Linked DNA regions of Sus scrofa: all the other regions are linked to region 1. Evidence: chromatin contacts called from public targeted proximity ligation data. All regions are on one chromosome and are shown on one strand. The core of a region is the stretch at or near the end of the contact, and the rest is flanking DNA. Distances in the headings are between cores, read along the strand shown. Region 1 overlaps CPQ (carboxypeptidase Q). Region 2 overlaps CPQ (carboxypeptidase Q). Region 3 overlaps CPQ (carboxypeptidase Q). Region 4 has its middle 69 kb from the start of CPQ. Region 5 has its middle 53 kb from the start of CPQ.

Region 1 (2,606 bases), core at 43-2,542:
CTACTATATGACACTTCTGGTCAGAACATAGTCACACAGCCACACATAGTTACACATAGTCACACCTAGACACAACAAAGGTTAGAAAAGATAACAGTCAGTTTAGATGGCCACGTTCACAGCTAAAAATTGAAAGGAGAAAGAACAGATACTCAGATGTGACTAGCAGTGTTTGATATCATTCTCCATAACTAACTGTTCTAAATGGTCACATTTTATCTCTACAATGAATCTGGCATCAGCACTGCTATCAGAATAAAGTTTCCAATTCTAAACTTTAATCATATCACTCCCTACTCAAAATTTTTCAACGGCTCTTCAATGTATATATATAAATTAAAATCCACATTCCTAAACTAGCTCCTTAAGACCAAACAAAATTTGATCACAGACTACTTTTCCAGTCTTATCTAATACCATTGCCCAAAACTGAGACAGCTTAACTACTCTCCATAATATTTGCTACCATTTAATGAGAGCCAAAGAATTTACATAGATTATGACCAATCTTCACCAAAGAATCAAACACAAAAAAACACTAAAACCAATATTACTGTCCCCCTTTTAAAGATGGAAAACCTGAAATTCACAAAAGCTAAGTAATTTGGGCATAGTCCCATATATATAAGTAAAAGGGATTTGAAAACATATCTGTGTGACCCCAAAGTACATTGCTTTTCTGTATCCTCCATCCCCACACCCCGCCCTACACTACATCAGCAGTCATCATACAAGCTTTTCTTCTGTCTTCTTAGAGGTGCCCCCACAGTACATGGAAGTTCCTAGGCTAGCAGTCGAATAGGAGCTATAGCTGCTGGCCTACAGCACAGCCAAAGCAAGGTGGGATCTGAGCCACGTCTATGACCTATCCTACAGCTCATGGCAACGCCGGATCCTTAACCCACACAGTGAGGCCAGCAATCGAACCTGCATCCTCATGGATACTAGTTGGATTCGTTACCACTGAGCCATGATGGGAACTCCCCAGGCGCTTCTCCTTTATGACCTTGTTCTGCTCTTTGCTATAATGTTCGTATCCTCCATCCCTGTTGAAATCTATCACTTACTGACATTTTAAACCATCTTCCATGATGGGTTAAAATACTCTCTCCTTCATGAAAACCTCTCTGAACTTTTTGCACCTTTCTCCCTCTACTCAATTACCTGACAACCAGAAGTACTTTTACCCTGAATTCCCACAATATTTTGTTGGTGTTTCCCTTGAGGTCTCAATCATATCCTACTCATATCATGCTTGGCTATATCCCAGCCTGGCCTTGCTCAAGGGTCCTTAGTCTCAGAGGGCTGGACCAGCGTGTTTGTCATGTACATCCCTAGTGTGGGTAGCACTGGGTACAAAGCTTTCTGGGTAATCATCTGCTTTCTGTAAAGTAAATCAATCTGAATTTAAGTATATCAAGTTTTCTTAAGAATAAGAACACCTGTTTAAAGATGTCTCTCCATACACTTTTGAGCAACTCTACAGCAACTCTGATGCCAGAATCAGCAAAGGGAAGTGAGACTGTGAAGAATGTATCACGCCCCAGTGATATCCTCGTCATATCCTTACGTCTTCAGGATCACGATGTACTGATTGGGAAATAGAAGATATTGTAAGATTAGTGACCTAAACAACCTTCCTCAAGCCCTGTGGCTTTTCCTCCTTCTGTTCAAATTTTGTCCTCTCAGCTCTGTCCCTATTCCATTAACTTCTTGCCTCTTTCACTGTTCTTCCCAATTTTCTGCTGTTAGTCATAAGATTCTAAATTACTGGTAAAAAGCAGTGCACTTTCTTAGACAACTGGCTGTACAAATTTGATTCTAAATGGAATAATTTTTGTTTGGTTTCCATTTTCTATATTCTCAAAGGCTCGTGGTGGCTTAGAATTCAATCTAGACAATTTCTATACATAGCACCAACAAAAGTATCACAGCCTTATTCATTGGTCTATCACTAATGCAAACCCCAATGTCTAATGCCTAGGAGGAATTTAATAACTGCTTAATGAAGAATGAATAAATGAATGAACCCAGAAAAGAGACTGCTTTATTTCTGATCCTTTCCTCACTATATTTCAAAGAATTAAAATGACATTACTAAATCAAAATTCACACATTTTAAATTCAAAATAAACCAGCGTTTATTACAAGGAAACTCACATTGAAAATCCATTTACCACTTTTGAAAACAAGCACCACAGCTTCTTATTCCAGTACAATAGAGAGTCTATGAATGCTGCCTAAAGCTAAGCTACTGCAATGGAAAAAAGGAATAAGGAATTTTCCTTTAGAATTTTAGGTTAACTGTCCAGAGCCCTGAGACTTATCCTTACCTCCTGCCTATTCAGCCAAGAGCCTAATTCTACCCTGGAGTGAAAAGAGACCCAAGATAACTATCCCAGCAGATCTTCCCTATGAAGTGGAGGAGCTCCTACAGGCTGAACACATTTGCACACCCCATGTTTACTGGCTTCAACACTTCCCACGGCTCAGCATCAATAAATGCCTAGAAAAAGCTACCTTCCCACTCCCTGTGCCCTGGCAAGAAAAGGAACTACTCTTGGGCCAAGGAGCTTGAGGGAATCTGAAAAGGTACTCAAGATGCC
Region 2 (2,606 bases), core at 40-2,539, 200 kb before region 1:
TTTTTACTGTGCTTCCTACATGCCAGAGCCTGTGTGAAATGCTTTACAGCTGATCTCATGCAATGCTCATTCTATAAGTGCTCTTGTATCTCTCACTTCACAGATGAGGCAACTGAGGTTTTGTCAGGCTAATTAACTTCCCCAAGGTAACCTAGCTGGTAAGTGGTGTAGCCAGAATTCAAACCCAGAGGTCTGCCTCCCCACGTCTGTGCTCTCAACCCCTCCACTGCCCTGTCTACTGAAGCTTATTCCCAACTGTCAGGCCACAAATCCTCACTTTGAATTCAAGAACTACAAAGGCTGTAGTGAAACTAATGTCCAGTGTTTAAATTTTCTTTGCATGATCACAATATAGGGTCTGCTTGCATAGAATTTATTATCCCTGCTAATTAAGTAATTTGATTAAGCAAAGAGAAGAACAAGAACAAAAACAAAAACAAAAGCAAGAACAAAACTCTTGCTCCATCACTTCCTTCCAAGTAAGAATAAAAAGCCTAAAATAATAAAACATCTTTTCAACCGAATTGGACAGGATGTGTAGATGTCAGTAAACCAGAATTCTGGCAGAGGTAAAGACATGTGTGATTTCTATTCATGTAGAATTTTATTAGCTGCTGCTAACCTGATGGCAGCATTCTTTTGTTTTCTATTTATATATAAACATCTCCATATGTTTTCAATAAAGAACTAAGAAAACAAACCACCCACCGTCCATGACACTGCTTTTTCTCCTCATTTATGGAGTCATTGTCTAATCGTTAGCACATGGCCAAAGAGCTGGGAAAACAAAATATGTCTGCACAAAGAAATCAGAATGAATGAGCTGGGTCACTGGGCTCTTAGATCCACTGCTTCTCAGGAATGTGTTGTCACAAACATCCGTGTTACTTGCTCTGCCATGATTCTTTGGGGACACACTCAGTGTAGATTTCAAAAGCTGATTATAGCTGGTGACAGCGAAGCAGAGCCATGCTGGTTTCACTCAAGCCTCTTGAGCATACATAACAAGATATCCGTTCTCCTGTTTACAGGGTGGAGGAAGAAACCTTCTTCTAGAGACTGAATGCATTATTGGTGAGGCAGCTAGCACCGATCGAGACAGACAGGAAAATGAGGAGGCTGAGAAGCTCAGTGATGAGCTCAGATATCATCTGCAAACTCCCACTCTGCTCTCTTAATAAAGAGAAACATCTCTTTATTAGGATCCATGGAAACTGTCATTCATTGCCAGGTAATGGACCTAATGCAATGTAGAGAAATGCTCCTGGCTAACCTCCTAGGTTGGGATCAGTGGATTAGTTAATATCCGCTCAGAGTTGAGGATTCCCAGGACTTTGTTTTGCGCTGGAGCCACATCCTATCACACTTCTTCTTCTTCTTCTTTTTTTTTTTTTAAAGGGTCAGCTAACTCTGCCAAAGAGCAATTTGGTAACCATTAGCATTCTTTGGGTGCAACGCAAGACGAAAAAGAAGAACAGTGTTTAAAATACATATTGCATGTTTTCAAATGCTTACTTCCTAATATAAACACGAGGATGATGTTTGTGTTTTTGCATTTATAAAATTCCAGATTCATAAAATTATAAAAATTCCTTCTTCAGAAACCTAGACCCAAATCCAACATCTCCCCTCCTACCACATTTGGCTTCCTTTTTGTTTTAGAGTTTTTATTTTCTCATAACCTAGGTAACCTGTCTTTGGTTTGGACCTAAAGTGACATTGTAATCCCAAAATCAAATGAAAAGAAAAAGAGACTCTTAATTATTTGAGTTAATCGTGTAGCCTCCTCAGTTCCATCTCCAAAGAAGTAAAAACTCCACCCTGAAAGGGGTAATTAGTCGCAGTACCACTTTCCTGCTCTGGTAAATGTTACTATTTTACAAATGATGGTGGTAAAGTTCACAAAAGGAAATCATTCCATGAGACCATGTGCTGAGTTGCCAGAATCATCTTCTCTAGCGCTGCCATTGTGGCTGGAATTCCCTGGAGCTGGAGGTGAGTGCCTCACAGGGCTTTAGCTCTGTATTTACCCATGGTGATTGGATGATAGGCAAAGAGGTTTCTCCTCGCTGTGCAAAATCAAGAATAATTTTACTTTCTGGTCAGGTCTACCCTGGGATTCAGACTTTTATTTCTGACTCTCTAGCATTCAGTCTTGAACAGCCTTGGGGACCCAGGGAGAGCTAGGAAAGCGACGATGACAGGGTGGAGGGCCATAAGTTATTTTTATTTGACAGCTAAACTGGCTGCAGCTCTGGGGAATGGGCAGTCTTGGGTTAGCTACATGAGTACTAAAATTACAGACACCTATTGTGGTTTGGCCACCATGCTGCCTGGAGACGGGGACAGAATAACTGGCTTCCAGAGGTCCCTTTCCAGCGCTATCATTCTATGAGTGTGCACAGTAGGTTTCTCTTGCCAGACAAGCCTGTGTTTTCAGGCAATTCAATTTTCTCAGTGCCTTCCGAAGCACTCTAGATCTCAGTGAATTCTCCTCTTGAGCTGGTTAAGGCCCATAGATGGCCCTTAATCTTATGGAAAACACATAATCCCTCTATAAATGTCACTATGGTAACGAGAGCGAGTTGGAAGGCTGAAAAGATGGC
Region 3 (2,606 bases), core at 65-2,564, 160 kb before region 1:
TGAAATCGATGCTTCATAATTCAGCTGACCTTATGGGTAGTGGATATCTGACCATAGGGGCCTCTTGCTTTTCCAGGTCATTATGTCATGTCTTAGGTACAAAAGCCATTAGGGCAAGGGAGAAATTTTTATGGTCTGGTAAAGTATTTATAGGCACTTGTAAAAATTTACTTTAGACTTTAGGGGACTGTCGTCTTAGAGAGACTCCCCAAGTTTAACTGCTGCCCTCTAAGGGCCAATCTTACAGGCCAAGTTCAGAGTCTGTGAATACTTCCCTTCTGAAATGAAACCAAACCCACGCAGAGTTATGTGCTTAGTGTGGGAAGGAATGTGATGCCTCCATTCTCGGAACTTTCCCAGGACCCCCTGTCCTCAAACCTTAAAATCAACCTAAAAGAGTTCCTTTTCCCTGTGTAGACACTAACAATTTTTAAGAACACTGTTTCCTGTCCTATTCTAACTTATTTATATTTAATGTGCACATTTAATGCTTGTTAAAACACACCATCATGGCCCATCTTTGGATGTATAAGCATGCACTTAAGAATTCCACTAAAAAAAGAAACTAACATTTTATAATAGGAGAAGGGAACATACAAATCCAAGAATATTCATTTGGACTAACTGTGCAGAAATCAAGAAGAGTAAATGGCATAGTCAAAGCTATTTGAAATATAAGACTCTTTCGTTCAACAACTACTCTGGTGGCGGCGGGGGGTGGAGATTTAGGCTGATGAAGACAGTCATGCTCTTTGAAACTTACACTCTAGAAGAGAAAGCGAGTAAGAAATTCCCACATTATTCTTATCGTCATTGCCATTACCATCTATCATTGTGGTATACACTTTGAATTTGTCTAAATAAAACTGATTTTTTAGAAATTAAGTTATCATTGTTCTGGATGGAAATTGAGGTTACACCAGAGAGAGACTTGAAGCAGGTTCAAGGGTAGAACTGGGAGGTAGGGCAGAAAGGTAAAAAATTGGAGGAGAGCAATGAGGCAGTAGTAAAAGCCAGGACAGCATCACCAGTGTGATTTCAGAGATGGTCAACAAGATGGGGGACCAAGGCAACCAAGATTTAGGGGTGCTCCACGCTGTACCTGACACTGGGCTGAGATGTTTCCAGACACTCTATCATATGATTTCAGAAACATGACATTATTTAATTCTGCAAAGCAAGTAATAGTGCCTTCCTCTTTTACAAATAATGAAACTGAAAGATACAGAAATTGTGACTTGCCTAAGAGTACACCACTGGTAAGTGGCTGAGCTAGGACTCTAATTCAGGGCTGTGTCTCATGCCCAATCCAAGCTCTTAACCACATCTGGCTACTGTCCTCCCAAGCGATGAGCTTCATGGAAAGATCTGACCAGTCCTGTGCAACCTCTGCCTTCTTCCCTCTTTTTTAAGGTAAAACTGTCCCATTAGAGAATATTCGCTAACAAAGCTACTGTATTTGTCCCGTTACTCAGGAGTCCACATTAGCACCTTCAAATTCCATCTAAATCTGTCCAATTTGAAGAGACAGAGCAGCAAGAACATGGCCCATAGACAGTTGGAGAAATGTGTTTGGTCAGTAGGGGTGAGAATCAGGACCAATGCGAAGAAAGACATTTCCTAGGCTGATGGAAATAAGCAGTCAAGCCCTAGGACTTCAGGAGCTGAACAACACTTGATATCCAGATTTATGGCAACAGAAATGGCAAAAGTCTTGGGTCCAAGAATCATCACCAACTTAAAATAACCAGGAGGAGACAGAGAAAGAGAATACCTTATCTTGCTCATGGGTTGCTGAAGACTCACTTGCATTTGGGGGACCTGAGCTCCAGAAATATTCAAATGACATCTAAAAAACCATAAGCCTAGCACCCAGTCAGACACATTGAAAAAATGTATCTCCTGCACATAAAAATCAGAAGGCTTCTCAAATACAGAAAATACGACTGTCAAGGTTATTGTGAAAAATAAGCTCTAAGTGTAAATATATTTATTTTTGTTGTCAACACTAAGTCCTATTGGAAAACAAAAACTCACAAGCACAGTATAAGGGCTCTAAGTATTCAGAAAAAAAGTGTTGTTTTTTTTTAAGCATCAAAGTTTCACTGTTTCTACAGAGGGAGATTATAGCAGAAGGAGAGTCACAGTTGCATTCAGGGAGATCTGGAGGGAGGGCAGAAAGCTGATCGAGGAGGGGACTGGTGGAGAGTGACTCCATCCTAGTGAAAAGTATTTACAGCTCCACTGCTGCTGTGTTAGAGACAGCTGGTCAGCTGTGCAGGGGGTGAGGCTGGCGGAGAGAGGAGAGCAGGATTTACCGGGTATTAACCACAGTGCCAGACACCGTGCTAAGTTCTTGCCAGACATTATCTCACTTAATTTTCACAGCAGTGCTATGGTACCTGGGAGTATTATAATCCCTGAGGCTGATAGCCTCAAGTTACAGCTAAGAAACAAAGGCTCAAAGAACGTAACTGCCTTGCACTGGGTCGCAGAGCTGCTAAGTGCTAGAGGCTGGATATGAACCCATTGTCTGTGCCTTGTCAACTGGACCACCCCGATCAAGACTCTCTCTTATTTTGAGACTGTTTTCTGACATATGAAAG
Region 4 (2,606 bases), core at 53-2,552, 150 kb after region 1:
GCTGTGTATGAGATCTTAAGAACTGAGAAAACAAAACCTGTACAGTGGCAGTGTTCAGCAAATTGACCACACTTCTCAGAGAGATGGCTGTACATCTAGCCAAACTTAGATGGCAAGGAGATATTTATATCATCTTTGCCAGAAAAAGATATATAATCAGGACTCATTATTCACAGCAGTTGCTTTATTCTATAAAGTCCCCATAAACACTAAACTATAGAATACTGAACCATGGCTCCTAAGGAAATACAAGGCTAGATTCCTGTGAACCTCTGGTTACAACATTTTTGTCTACTTATCAATACATAACCTTATTTTATATGTGTTCCTTTTAAAGACACCGTATTTAACATCTATTGATTCCTTAACATTGAACTTACTGACAACAGCATTATAACTCAAAGGCCTGAACAGAGCTTATCTAACACATGCTACTTTCCAATAAGGTACATCAGGGCCTTCCTGTGCTTAGCAACACTGGGCAGCACTTCAGCACTGCACCTGAGGACCGTTTTAAACAGTGTCATCACCCCCCAAAAAGCACCAAGATGTGAAAAATGTGGCACAAATAGATCACCACAAAAAAAAAGACACTTGTTTACAGTATGAGTGAAGAGAGAAGGAAAGGGAAAGGAGGGGAAGGAAAAAGAGAAGAAAGGAAAGGGAGAGAGAAGAAAAGAAAAGGAAGGAAAAGAAAAAAGACGAGTAAAAGAAAAAGAAGTAGGTCCTGCTGTGGTGCAGTGGGTTAAGAATCCAACTACATCAGCTTGGGTCCCTGGGGAGCCACGGGTTTGATCTCAGCCAGCACAGTGGGTAAAGGATCCAGCATTGCCACAGCTGTGGCGAAAAGAAAAAGAAGAAAAAGAAAATGAAGATATAATTCCTGGCTGTACCACTTACTAGCTGTGTGATCTTAAAAAAAAAAAAATTACTTCATGGCTCCATATCTGTTTCCCCTTCTCTGAAATGATGATAATTATACTACCTACCTCTAGGTGTGGAGTGAAGATGAAGAGTTAACACAAATAAAGCGTTTGGTGCAATGCCTGACACACAGGAAGCAGTATTTAAAGTGTTAGCTATCAAAATAAATTCATAAACACAAAGTACTGGGACATCATCACTCTTTCAGTAAAAATGTGTGATGGGTCCTCAGTAGCTGCAGCTCTCAGCCACCTCCCTCCCTCTTCTCCCCTTCCCTCCCCATCCTTTTTCTTCTTCCTCATCACTTCCTTCCCGCCTGTGCCACACACCCCCCTGGAGGCCCACACAGCGTGTTGAAAGCTCCTCCGCCCACAATAAGTCTGCTGACCAGAGGCCAAGTTTATTCTACAGGCAAGTAGCTCTCATTCCAGAATGAAGACAGCACTTCCTTCAAGCACAGACTGGACAGCTTCTGGAAGGAGCACCCTTCTCTACCGTATACCCAACACTGGCTGCCAAGGACAAACCGACCATCCACAGGCAGAAGGAGCCTTCTTGTTAACTCCGCGGCTCTGCAACTGCCCCTTCTCATGCCAGCAAGGAAGTAGAGCATCACCTTCTTGCCAGCATTACTTCGGTTTTCAGTGGGTCACCAGGGAAGCAAGGTTCCAAAGTAAAGAGAGATGAGGAACCCCATGAGAATGATAACGTCAAGGCGGAGGCCTTCTCCAAGCAAAGCTCCCACATGCATGTCTGAGCTTGGAGGATGTGGCAAGGAAGGCTGGGCCAGGGCCAACAAAAGTAGGAGGGAAGAGATACAATGGCCATCACACAAACAAAAGTTCCTTGGGTGGGGGACAAGGAAGGGTCGGGAGAGAGACACTCAAGCCAGCCCCGAGCTGGCAACATGAAAACCCCTTCCTGCCAAGGTTGCCAAGGATGCACTCCCAAGGCCAAGAGTATGTCATTCAGAGGTCTTCCCAGTGAAGCGTGTGTGGCGCATTCAGAGGCTGGCAGAAACCCTGCCTCAGATCTCCTCTTTGGAGCGTCCTCATCTTTCTGATCAAGACAAGAGGCCCTTTTTCACGGTCTTCATCATATTAGATTCCAGTTAGACACATCTAAACTTCCAAATTGAGCAGAAGAATGCTTTGAAAATCTACTGCCTTCACTGAAAAGGAGAGCTTGGGATTCAGAAAACATCAAATACTTAGCAAATTCGATACGTCCAACTACTGCAAATGACATCCGACAGCTACTCTGGCCATTAGTCCTTGACTTACCACATCTGTCTAGCGTTATAGTAATCGTTCATTCTCCCTTTCAAGGAGCTATGCTGCAGCCATCACATTAGACACGTCCCAGAACGGATTGCACTTAATCTTGCCCCAAATCTCGGAAAGGCTGTTGTTACAAACTATCCCCATTTCACAGTTAAGGAAACTGTGCAAAAAGTAATTTGCCAAAAATCATGTGCAAAGAATGTGGCTGAGCAAGGACCCAAAACCCAAGTCAGCCTGACTTTAATATCCATAGCCTTCCTACTGCATTGCACATAACCAGGCAATTGCCATGGTCTGCACTCTAGGGAACACACACTTGAAATGGTTTTATTTTCTCTCATCCCTCCTGCCTCTTGGGCTACAAGGCATCATATCTTTCAGCCCCTTAATAACATCTGG
Region 5 (2,606 bases), core at 39-2,538, 140 kb after region 1:
CTGAAAATGCCTTTGTTAACATATAGATGCATGAATTGGCATTTACAGGGGACTTCTTTTGAAATGTATATACTCATATCAGGATAAGACACTGGGACTTACCATTGACTGATCTCTCACACAGACCTTGGTCGGAGCTATCTTTATCAAATTCTTTCTTCAGACAACTCACTAACATCGAGGCATTAAAAAAAAAAAAAATTTCTGGGAGTTCCCGTCTTGGCGCAGTGGTTAACGAATCTGACTAGGAAACATGAGGTTGTGGGTTCGATCCCTGGCCTCGCTCAGTGGCTTAAGGACCCCGGCGTTGCCGTGAGCTGTGGTGTAGGTCGCAGACTCGGCTCGGATCCTGCGTTGCTGTGGCTCTGGTGTAGGCCTGCGACTACAGCTCTGATTAGACCCCTAGCCTGGGAACGTCCATACGCTGCGGGAGCGGCCCTAGAAAAGGTTAAAAAAAAAAAAAAATTCTCTGGAAAGGCAAATGCTAAAGGACATAGCCTTGTAGGGGTGCTCTCACTGGGACACTGTGGGCAAGTGAACTCTGACAGCAGAGCCACATGGGGGCCCTCAACATGGGGATGTGAGTGGAGGGGTCCTGCCACATGGCAGGAAGATAAGGAAAAGAGGCCGCCAAGGAGATCGCATCACATTTTGCCAGAAGTTGCCTGGGTCACGATTTCAAATCTCCAAAAGGTTTTTTTGTCCCAAATAAGCATTTTTCACTTTTTACGTCGTGGGAGTGTTTTCTCAACTGTCTATGAAGAATGGAAAATTAAAATACAGCTACTACATTAGAATGGGGTAGCAACCAAACACATATTTTGGGTGACCATTTCAATAAGACAACTCAAAAAAATTTTAACAGATGGAAGTTAATCCACACCAAGCCCACCAAGCATCCTAACTGGCTCAAACACCTACCCTTGGATGATATTCCCCCATTTATCCAGACACCAGAAAGAAAAGAAAGCTTTTCTGAAGGGTCTTCATTGTGAAAGCTGAGGAAACTGAAAAGCTTTTTTTCATTCTGGGGGGGTGGTGGTGGTGCACAAAGAACAGGATGTGGGCATTGATGCCAGCTTTGTGAAATATAAACAGGAAATACCACCTATGGCCATAATGAGACTTGAAACACTAGTTCAGTGTCATTGAGATGGAGCCAAACCCAAATGAGTTTTTCTTTAACAGATTTTAGACACTTTTGATTTGCATATTCTACTCAACATGATTCAATTACAGATCATCTAACTTTGTAATTCCCCTTGCCTCTGACTTCTCCTTTGTCATCCCCCCAATACCTCCAGCCATCTCACTACCTACTAATGTCTGGGTGAAAAGAAGGAGGAGGAGAAGGAGGAAGTTAAATCCGTATCAGTCAGTTATACGTCTTAGCAACACTGCAACATGTTCACAAAGGAAAAGTGAGGTTTCTATATTACCTGGGAGTTCTGTTTAACCATATGGGAATAGCAAAATGGGAAATAATATGTTCACGTTGTTACAGGTCTCCTTAAAATTCCATGGTTCTTTTTTTAAAAAACAAAAATTATTTTGCATCAAAAAAAAAAAATCCTCTTCATCTGTGAACATGCACCTCTGGTCCATGGAGAACTTCATCCCACATTACCCGCCATTCCCCACCCCCCCGCCCGCACCCCCACACCAGCCCACCTGCAACCACCATTTAAGGGGCCGCATACCGATTTTATTCTCATGAAAATGGGCTTGTGCCTGGTTCCCTTTCCACTGACCATCTTGGATCACTGAGTTACAGAGCATTTCCTGAAGCATTTCCTAGAAGCTGGTGGCCACTCCTTCATCACTTAACCAGGAACAACACCTCTCCCACCCCATCTGTTCTGAGATGCTACAAGTCAATCAAGAATTTTGGATCCATTATATGAAAAGGGAAGCCGTGTTCATCCTACACAGCAACTACAATACAAAGACAACTTAAGGTTCCCAGGTTAAACCAAACCATCGATCCCATCCATATGAGAATAGACCTAAAAGCTTGTGGTGGCCTCGAGGAAAGACCGAACTATCCAAGGAGCGAAACTCTATGGAGAGTACACTAGCTTATATCCAGTTTTCATTTCCAGTGACAACTAGGTATTATCTTTCATTAAGAGATAAAGGAGGAGTTCCCTGGCGCCTCAGCAGGTTAAGGATCTGGCATCACTGCTGTGGTTCAGGTTGCTGCAGTGGCATGGGCTTGATCCCTGTCCCAGGAACTACTGTGTGTACGAGAGATAAAGGAACTTAGGGTCAGAGAGCTTAGGTATAGTTGTCCAAAGCCACACAATTAGTAAGTTAAGTGACACAGCTAGGGTTTAAATCCAGGTCTAGATCATTAAAATCCAGTAAACACAAATCTGGTGATTTTTTTCAAATAGTCTTCCTCTTTGGAGCTGCTATAGGGAGGAAATGAGTTTGCAAAAACTTAGTAGTGGAGGTGGCAAATGGTGCCTGATGAGGAAGGTTTAGAACTCCCTTAAATAAACAGCCTCCACTTTTACCTTTTTATGCACTGGAATACCATAAAGTTTAATGGGGTGGGGGGAGGATTGAAAATATCTTTTTTTAAAAAAGGTTAATATATACAC

What was found.
Region 2: a contact with region 1 is called in a targeted proximity ligation map of alveolar macrophages.
Region 3: a targeted proximity ligation map of alveolar macrophages shows a contact between it and region 1. A contact is called at or near these places in 1 of 47 Hi-C or Micro-C datasets (liver) and 1 of 2 datasets of targeted methods (alveolar macrophages).
Region 4: a contact with region 1 is called in a targeted proximity ligation map of alveolar macrophages. A contact is called at or near these places in 2 of 2 datasets of targeted methods (alveolar macrophages and skeletal muscle).
Region 5: a contact with region 1 is called in a targeted proximity ligation map of alveolar macrophages. A contact is called at or near these places in 2 of 2 datasets of targeted methods (alveolar macrophages and skeletal muscle).

Annotation. Positions count from the first base shown.
Region 1 is chr4:39,771,844-39,774,449 of Sscrofa11.1, forward strand. The region is part of intron 2 of CPQ (carboxypeptidase Q); the gene reads right to left. Among named protein-coding and RNA genes, the nearest start is that of CPQ, 83 kb to the right of the region's middle.
Region 2 is chr4:39,567,717-39,570,322 of Sscrofa11.1, forward strand. All of the region lies in intron 6 of CPQ (carboxypeptidase Q), which reads right to left. Among named protein-coding and RNA genes, the nearest start is that of TSPYL5, 210 kb to the left of the region's middle.
Region 3 is chr4:39,608,472-39,611,077 of Sscrofa11.1, forward strand. The region is part of intron 5 of CPQ (carboxypeptidase Q); the gene reads right to left. Among named protein-coding and RNA genes, the nearest start is that of CPQ, 250 kb to the right of the region's middle.
Region 4 is chr4:39,923,794-39,926,399 of Sscrofa11.1, forward strand. No RefSeq gene overlaps it. Among named protein-coding and RNA genes, the nearest start is that of CPQ, 69 kb to the left of the region's middle.
Region 5 is chr4:39,907,588-39,910,193 of Sscrofa11.1, forward strand. No RefSeq gene overlaps it. Among named protein-coding and RNA genes, the nearest start is that of CPQ, 53 kb to the left of the region's middle.